Regions from separate parts of the Mus musculus genome. Here region 2 is linked to region 1. The links are chromatin contacts, called in public promoter capture Hi-C maps. All regions are on one chromosome and are shown on one strand. The core of a region is the stretch at or near the end of the contact, and the rest is flanking DNA. Distances in the headings are between cores, read along the strand shown. Region 1 holds the start of Frk (fyn-related kinase). Region 2 has its middle 140 kb from the start of Frk.

Region 1 (4,394 bases), core at 1,591-4,090:
TTAGAGGGGACAGTTGCCAGAGGAAGGAAAGCTGGTCTGGGCAGCTGGTTCAGTAAGGGTCTAAAATCAGAGAGATAACTTCAAAAATCCTTATGTTGAGGCCATTTTCACCCTCCAGACTCTCTTTCACTTTGTGCAGGTATTTCAAAAGTGTGGTTTCACCTCAAACCCATTAAACCCATTTCCCACCTCCTATACTTCTCCTCCTTTCCTTTTTGTCCTCACCCTCTCTGCCCTTTCCCCCTCTCCATATGCATCTCTCACTTTCCATTCTTGTGAACTAAGTCATTCACAAATATTCTACTACTTACATTGGAGACATTCTGAGAAGCATCAAAGGTTCAGAAAACAGGGTTTTAGTCTGAGAAAGCAAATACTAAGGGAACCAAGAGGGGCTCACTGAGAAGCCAAGTAAAAGTTGGTGTCAGACATCAGCAGGGCACAAAGTACTAACCTATTATGTTAGAGAAGATGCCACTCAAGCCAATGTGGAAAAATGACAAGGAAATAAGTCATGGGGGGGAGGGGTGAGCGGAGGAAGGCTGTGTCATAGTAGGGAATGTGGACTCTGTTTTCAGGAGCTATTGGTAGCAAGCAGATTTGGGAATTGATAACAGGAGTGAAAGACCATGACATTGGGGGAGTTATGGGGCTTTGTTTGTTTTGAGTTTAGTTTTCATTCCAAATACGCTGAAGGCTGCTGGAGAGTTTAGCCTTCACGATGCATTAGGTCTATCTATCTACCTCTCTCTCTCTCTCTCTCTCTCTCTCTCTCTCTCTCTCTACCTATTTGTTTATTGAGTTGACAAAACCAAGGATTTATATTTTCCGGGTCTGCAGGGTATTCACTACTCATGGTTCAACTGACTGGTGGCTCTGGCCGCTTGGGCAAGTCACCTAACCTGTCTCAGCCTCAGTTTTTTTCTCAAAACAAAACAGAATTACATAGCTCCTTCATAGACCTTGTTCTTTAAATACTGAATCATTTACAACATTCCTAGTGTGGTTCTGGGAACACAGAAAACCCTTGAATGCCGATACATATGGCTGCTGTGCTCTTGCCAGTCCCTGGCCATTCACCTCAGGATTCAGGCAAGCCGGAGATGAATGACCGGGAGTAAGAGAGGCCATTGAAGACTGTGGAATTTTCTATTTCCTGTTCAGTGACCAGTTGTCATTCAGATGGAGTTTGTGTGTTTGTTTCTTTGTTTTGTTTTTTTGTGTGGAATAAATGAAAAGAAGGCTGAGCAGACATAGGTGACTGACTTGCTGAAAGCAGCCAGAGAAGGTGTCAAAGACACCTGTCAGGCATCAAGCTTGGGTGCCCAGGAGAGTTCCACTGTCACCGACGTGAAAAAATCTTCTCACACTGGGTCAGGTTCCCAGGCCACTGCTTTCCTGACATCCTTGGGTTGTTGGTGCTATTTAAGTCTCTTCACCTCCTCAGGGGATGGGATGGGCTGTTTGTCACTGTCATTTCCCACAATGTTTTGACCTAGTCACAGTGAAGGTATATTTAAATTTAGGGTAGCAAGGCTGGGTGTGGTGGGGCACACCTTTAATCCCAGCATTCGGGAGGCAGGAGGCAGGCAGATTTTGAGTTCGAGGCCAGGCTGGTCTACAAAGTGAGTTCCAGGACAGCCAGGGCTATACAGAAAAACCCTGTCTCGAAAAAACCAAAAACCAAAACCAAAAACAAACAAACAAACAAAAATTTAGAATAGCAAAGGGTTTGGAGTCTTAAATCCACTTAAAGTTGAGTTTGGGTCCACCTGTGCTTAGTAGACCTTCTCATTCTTTCTGTTTCTACATCATGTAGATGTCCCAGGAAAGACCACAGCATCTGTAAGCCATGTTTAAAGAAATCAAGAAGATACCACACTTTCACAGTTCATGGTGTTTGGTACAGAATATTTGTTATGATTCATTGGTATCATGATCACTATTTTCATTTCTGTGTAAAATAAGGAATTACACGTGCAGTCTGTTTTAGGTCTCATGGTATTAAAATAAAACAAAATATGTCTCAGAATTTGGCTTTATGTGTGTGTGTGTGTGTGTGTGTGTGTGTGTGTGAGCCATGTGTGATGGATATGTGTCTATGTATGGGTGTACATATATGTGGAAGACAAAGAACATTGCGGCCTGCTTTGTCATTTGCAACCTTATTTCCCTTAAGAAATGGTCCCCTCCCGAGGTTGCCTGTTTCCATTTTTTTCTGCTGGCCCTCAGTGCTGCAGTCCCAGAATGTCTATCTTAACCTGAGCCTGAGTTGTTCTGAGGTCTCACCACAACCCCACGGAGTCAGCATGACTATGGACCTGAAGTCCAACTTGAAGAGACAGCATCTCTACAAATGCTCTTATCAGCCTGCCACCTGTTTCTCCTGTGTGTGCTTGGGTACACGTGCTACAGAAATAGCGATGTAAGGGGTCAGGAATGAGATGTCTCTGTGGGAAAAAGCAGCCTTTCGGGTTCTCAGCATTTTGCCCAGCTGCTTTGCTACTCTTTTTTTTTTCACCAGAAACTTCTGAGGCTATTAAAATCTATTCCTAGTGATTAAAAAAAAAAATGGTAGGGACTCAAAGGCTCTTTTTCAATTGCCACATGTCTGGCAGATCCTACCTAAACACCCAGTTTTCTCCTTTTAAAATTTTCTCTACCAGTATCAAAACAATCCTACTCATATTTGTGAGGAAATAAATCTCTGCCTTGCATTCTGTGTAGGGAATATAGCAAGACAGATAGCCATCTGGGCTAGCCTGTTTCTCTGGGTTTTGGCTGCTTTAAGAATCTGGCTTCTTGGTAAGGGGGCTGGTCTATCCTGGGTGTGGGAGGAGGGAGCGGGAAAGCTGACCTGGGAGTTCCTTTTAGATCAGACAAAAAGAAACCAGGAAGTTAGGAGGAATTATTACAGTCTGTACAGCTCAGGATGTTAAAGGCGATAACCTCCACGGCCTGGTTATTCATTAGCAAGAAGGAAAGCTCCGGAGAGAGCAGAACTCTCTCAGCTGCAGGCTTGAAGCAGGGTGAGAGCAGCTGGAGCAGGCCGGGCTGGGAGCTTGTTCCTGGAGTTAGTCTCTCTCTAACTTTTTCCGGGGACAGAGGGAGAGGTGGCTGTTCTTTGTTCTCAAATGTCCCTCTAAATAAAACCCTTTTTATTTTACTTATTGTTCGGTGCCCAGGCAGTCAGGAAGAAGCACCTTCCCACTGGACCTCCAGCTCAGTCCTCTCTTGGTTTTGCCTCAGGGCAGCAGCTACAAACAGAAAGCCAGCTGTGAGTGTCTTGGCCAAGCCCAGATCTGCCGGAGAGAGGAGAGATCCGAAGCGGGAGGTATGGTGAGTTGCAGCTGATTTGGAAGCTGCCTGGTGGAGGACCGTGGCTCTGTACAGCTTGTGGGGAGAGGACTATCCTCTCCTACAACTACTAAGCTAGAACAACACCATGGGCAGCGTCTGTGTGAGACTCTGGGCATACCTGCAGCCTTTTCTCCCGTGCTGGTCTCAAGAGGCAGACAAGTCAGTAGTAATTGAGAATCCAGGGGCCTTCTGTCCCCCAGAGGCTCCCAGGTCACAAGAGCCCGAGAGAAGCCATGGCCAGTATTTTGTGGCTCTGTTTGATTACCAAGCACGTACTGCAGAGGACCTGAGCTTCCGTGCCGGCGACAAACTCCAAGTCTTGGACACTTCGCATGAGGGCTGGTGGTTGGCCAGACATTTGGAGAAGAAGGGAACCGGCTTAGGTCAGCAGCTACAGGGCTACATTCCTTCCAATTACGTGGCGGAGGACCGGAGTCTCCAGGCAGAGCCGTGAGTAGCACCGGCCATACTTTTTTCTTGATTCTTTCGGGGTTGGATACTGAACTCTGACTCTCCTTCCTTCCTATCCACGGACTCTCATTCACAGATCGGTCCAGTGTATGGAAAGGCATTCTAGAAGCTGTTAATTGAAGCATGTCTTTCTCGCAAAGTGAGAGAGAACTGCTAAAATGACTTTGATTATAGTGGGCACACCTATGGTCCATCTAATACTCTCCCTCTGCCTCACTTTCAATAGAACTACATTTTCATTTACGGGCAGCTATAGTCTCTCCTAAACCTACTTTCAAATCTAAAATCGGAGGCTATTTGTTTAGTTAGTGTAAACTTTCCAAGCATTCCAAACTAATGCTACAAATCCTGCAGTTGACCACAACCATTTCCATTATGGTAGGCTCACAAGTGGGCTAATTTACAAAGACAACAAAACAACTACACAGTAGTAGTTTTTTTTTTTTTTTTTTTTTTCCTGGTGAAATCATAACAGAGAAAACTTTCTTGGTGTTCCTAGATCCTGAGGTATATTCAAATTACGAAAATAGCTTTTGGTTTTTAGGATTAAAAAGTGGCCAGGT
Region 2 (4,136 bases), core at 975-3,474, 140 kb after region 1:
TTTTTTTTTTTCTAAGACTGATCCAGTTTCTTAACTTTGGAACAAGCAGATGGATTTTCTTTAAAAGTAGAAGTTTCACCTAGCTTAGAGAAGCATTAAAAAAAGAAAAAAATTTAAGTAATTCCAAGTGAAATATCTATTCATTTCCCTTGGCTATGGATGTCAGATCTAATTATTCAAAATGAAACAATATGGCTCATTGCAGATGAATTATGAAATCCATTTAAGAGTATGTTAAAATAGTGTCAAGGAGGTGATGGGAGATTTGCGATTTAATATCTCAGGGGGGAAGACTTAGACTATCCAAAGAATAAAATTATAAGCAAAGAGAAAAAGAAAAAGAGTAAAAACAGAGGATGTTGAGACTATCTTAAGAATATAATCAACATCGCTCCAAAAATGTTCCTTCCTTTAACTGATGTAGACTGGTTAAGAATAATACAGAAAGTTTTTTATTTGACTATTGAATATATGTAGTTAGAGCTTAGAGTTTCAGGACCTGAATTAGACAAAACAGGTTTTGTAATAAAATATTTCTTGGGGATTATCTTCAACTTAATTTTACAGTGTTACAGAACTTTCAAAATGAGAGGAACCCTTGAGACCATGACTCTCAGGTTATCTTACCTTTTGTTAGAAACTCAGAAGCAAAAATAAAAAAAAAAGCAAAGGATCTATAGCCATGTGGGAGAAATTTTCCTTCAAATGAAACTGCTCCATGGACTCTACCTCCTTGCAGGATTGCATATCTTCACAAAAAGATCAGATGAATATAATGTGTTGTGCTATCTTTTTCTCCCCTTGTATTTTAGAGAAATTCACAGTATTCAATGTAGAGAAGTGCAAACGCTAATGGTTTTATTTTGTCTTTGTGCATTAAAATCACAAAGCATGCAAGTTGTGCAATGTTAGGCAAGTGAGAACAAGCAACAAGAAACTGCAAAAATCGAAGAAGTAGGACAAGCTGTTTATTAGTTCTCAATGTGACCAGCAGATGGGGGCCCAGCTTGCTGCTGAAGGTTGGGATCAGAAAGAAAAAGCTAAGAAGAGGAAAACCAATGTAAAAATTCTCATATCACATTCAGTTGTGTCAAATATTAGTGAGGGAAGTTCTTCCATTATTAAGTTCTCAAAACTTCAATGAAGAATTGGATGTTATGATCTCTCTAATGTATCCAAATTTTAGAGAAATAAAAAAATACACATTTCAATTCTTGTAGATGTTTGTTATTAAAATAGACTTGAGTACTCCTCACCAAAACAGAGCTTATAGCACATCACCTTTATAGAAGTTTTTATGTGTATTTCACGATGCATCCTGAATAGATTCCCACATGTCTAATTATATTTCAAATGAATTGAAATACTTTTTATATACCTTCGCTTACTTATTTATTCATTTAGCCAGCAATTATAAATAGATCTCTGTGAAATTAATATGGAAAACTCCAGGCATTGGGATTACTATTAATACAAAAAGGAAAATATTTTAAACACTAGCATAAACCAATAATTTACAATTTATGTTCTTTAATAATAGGTGACTCAAATTATTATTAAATTATTATGCTAATGTAAATTGTATAATTTTTCCCATTGTGCGTTAGAATGTTTAGATCAGGAAACAGGAGAAAATAATATGTTGCTTGTGGTATTAACTCTACATAATTTGAAATTTTAGAATAATTTTATTTTCTCCCACTAAATACTTAATGCATTTTCTGCACAAAATTTAAATATTTATATGTAAAGTATTGATTTTGTGCTGATACCTTTAGCACATCTAAGTCACAGTGGTATTTTTAGGAGGCCAAAAAACCAGTTAATCTGTATTGTATTACATACTCAATACTACAATTATAGATTAATGTATTGAGTAAAGAAGAATTAGTATTTTCAGCCTACTATATAATAATACATAGATTTCTAATGATAATCAAAATCCATGCACTTCTGCAGGAATGATACAATTACCTTTTCTCTTCCATTTCTGGCGTTGCCTTGTTACATTCTCAAAAGAAAGGCCTCATAGGGAAAAGAGTTTACACAAGAGAAGCTCTATTTGGTTAAATGCCGGGAAATGTTTGTGCAGCATCAACTTTCTTGTTGGTATTGTTTTGGGAGAAAATGTGAATCAGACCACGGAAACCTTAGATTTCCAGAGTGTTTCTGGCTAAAGTGCCCTTGAGAGAACATTCCGTTTCCCTTATATGGAACTTCTGAATGCTGAGTCACACTGAGTGATAGCAGGGGAACCAAGACTATAGCAGGAAGAGAAAGGGTTGGTCTTCCCTGAGGAATTCAGGGATTTCCCAGGTTTCAAACCACATGGTGCTGTCCCCTTTTCTCTTTCTTCATCCTTTCTGTTTTGCTGAATGGTCCAACTGAGATCTGAGATGATGAGGAGAAAAGCAATGAGGAAGAAGGAAAAAAGTATAGATGAGTAGAGATACTAGCAGAGTTGTCTTGGAAGAACTAGGTCTCCTCTCTTGAAATCTCAGTTTTATTGTATCTATTTCAGTCTCAGGCAGTAATTTGTTGACAGTATTTTGCCAAATCAAATAATTTAATTTTATAATCAGTTTTTCCTGCTCTTAGAAATATTGTTAGTATTTACGAATTGCAATGAGAATTTCATGAAGAAAATGCCTTGAATATTTTATGAAGGTCTTAAAATATTTGGATCTATGTACATGTTATTAAGTATAGCTAACTCGAAATACCACTTAATGGGTGCTGTATGGGCAGCTAATTCTTCACAGTTATTCCCTTGCTATATAGTGTTTCCTTTTGTAATTTGGTCAATGTGTGGTTAAGTAAAGCAAATTAATTTAATCTTAAAGTGAGTAGTAAATCTCTCTTGAAGGTTGAGATACAGAGATGAATGAGTTCTATGGGTAAAGCACCCTATATAACCCTGGTTGGTACTAGAACTTGCTATGTAGACCAGCCTGGTTTTAAATTCACAGAGATCAGCCTATCTTCGCCTCTCCAGTTGTCTTCAGGATACAACGCTTGTATCATCACACCTGAAAAGACTGGACTTTCATCAGATCATGTGTAGCGTGCAGAATCCTGTGCCACGTGCAGCTCCATGCATTTGTCTCTCTTGATTATCAAAACAAGTCTTTAACCTAGACAAAAGCTCATTTTTCAGATTAAAAAACAAAAGTTAAAAGTGGCTAACTAATATGCCCAAGGGTAGCAACTCATGGTTGGTATATAAACTGCAAATCCAGCAAGTTCAACTCCAAAAACACCAATCAATCGATCAATCAATCAATCAATCAATCAAGCAAGCAAGCAAACAAATGAACCAAAAAACCACTCAAGCCCAGGTTGAGTCCTTCAGGATGGCTAGTTATAGGGAATGTGTATGAGTACAGTGTGGTGAGGGCTATTATCCAGATATGCATTCTAGGGGCTCAGGAGTCACACTGAAAATCAGAGATAGCGTTGGTCTGAGATGGAAGAGGGTGACAAGGCCAGATTTTAAATAAAGTTGTGTAGGAAGCCAAGGATACTAACTTTAACATAGAAAAATAACTGTGACTGTGGGGCAATGGGCTATTCACAGACAGGCTGGTCTCCAGTCGAGCTGAGGTCTGAATCCTGGAGAAACCCAATGGTGATAATTCACCTACATGGGACGGTAGGTGTACCCTCATGTCTCCTGGAACCCTGGCTCCTGTCGAAGTTACCACCCCCACAGCTTTCACAAGAGAAGCATGTGCCTAGTAGTCATGTAGACAATGTCCCAAGCTTCTGACCTTCAGGCTAGACTCCTCCCACTTACTTAGCAACAATAAAATAACAGCCCACCATAAGAGGGGCTGTTTGACCCCACCTCACTCTCTCCTCATGCTCTCCTCATTCTGTCTTACTCTCTCTCCTCACTCTATCCTCTCACTCTCTTACTCTCTCTCTCTCCCTCTTACGCTCTAGCCTTTCCTCTTTCTCTCTCTCTTTCTCCCCCTCTTACGCTCTAGCCTTTCCTCTTTCTCTCTCTCTTTCTCCCATCCCTCCTCTTGGTCATGGCTGGCCTCTCTTTCTTTCCTTCTTTCTTTCCTCCTGCCTTTCTACAATAAAGCTCTAAAACCATAGATTGTCTCTGTTCATCAAAGCCCACTGTGCTT

The links. Promoter capture Hi-C pulls out the DNA fragments that hold promoters and counts their contacts.
Region 2: a promoter capture Hi-C map of the SN4741 cell line shows a contact between it and region 1, with 2.8 times the contacts expected there. The contact joins the enhancer-like site here to the promoter of Frk in region 1. A contact is called at or near these places in 10 of 39 promoter capture datasets (the 3T3-L1 cell line, 3T3-L1-derived adipocytes, the SN4741 cell line and 4 more), 6 of 484 Hi-C or Micro-C datasets (the AML12 cell line, the C2C12 cell line, the MC3T3-E1 cell line and 3 more), 2 of 115 datasets of contacts at active chromatin or transcription factors (intestinal crypt epithelium and intestinal villus epithelium) and 2 of 9 other capture datasets (adipose tissue and pancreatic islet).

The regions. Positions count from the first base shown.
Region 1 is chr10:34,480,560-34,484,953 of GRCm38.p6, forward strand. Frk (fyn-related kinase) reads left to right here and starts at 2,841. Exons shown (of 9, transcript NM_010237.3): 1 at 2,841-3,029; 2 at 3,186-3,810. The coding sequence starts at 3,446.
Region 2 is chr10:34,616,422-34,620,557 of GRCm38.p6, forward strand. No RefSeq gene overlaps it. Among named protein-coding and RNA genes, the nearest start is that of Frk, 140 kb to the left of the region's middle. Within about 2 kb of position 2,225, at least 34 of the 459 cell types and tissues checked have an H3K27ac peak or open chromatin away from gene starts, as enhancers often do. A contact at or near this core is called in the C2C12 cell line, the SN4741 cell line, adipose-derived mesenchymal stem cells and 1 more, where this site is marked.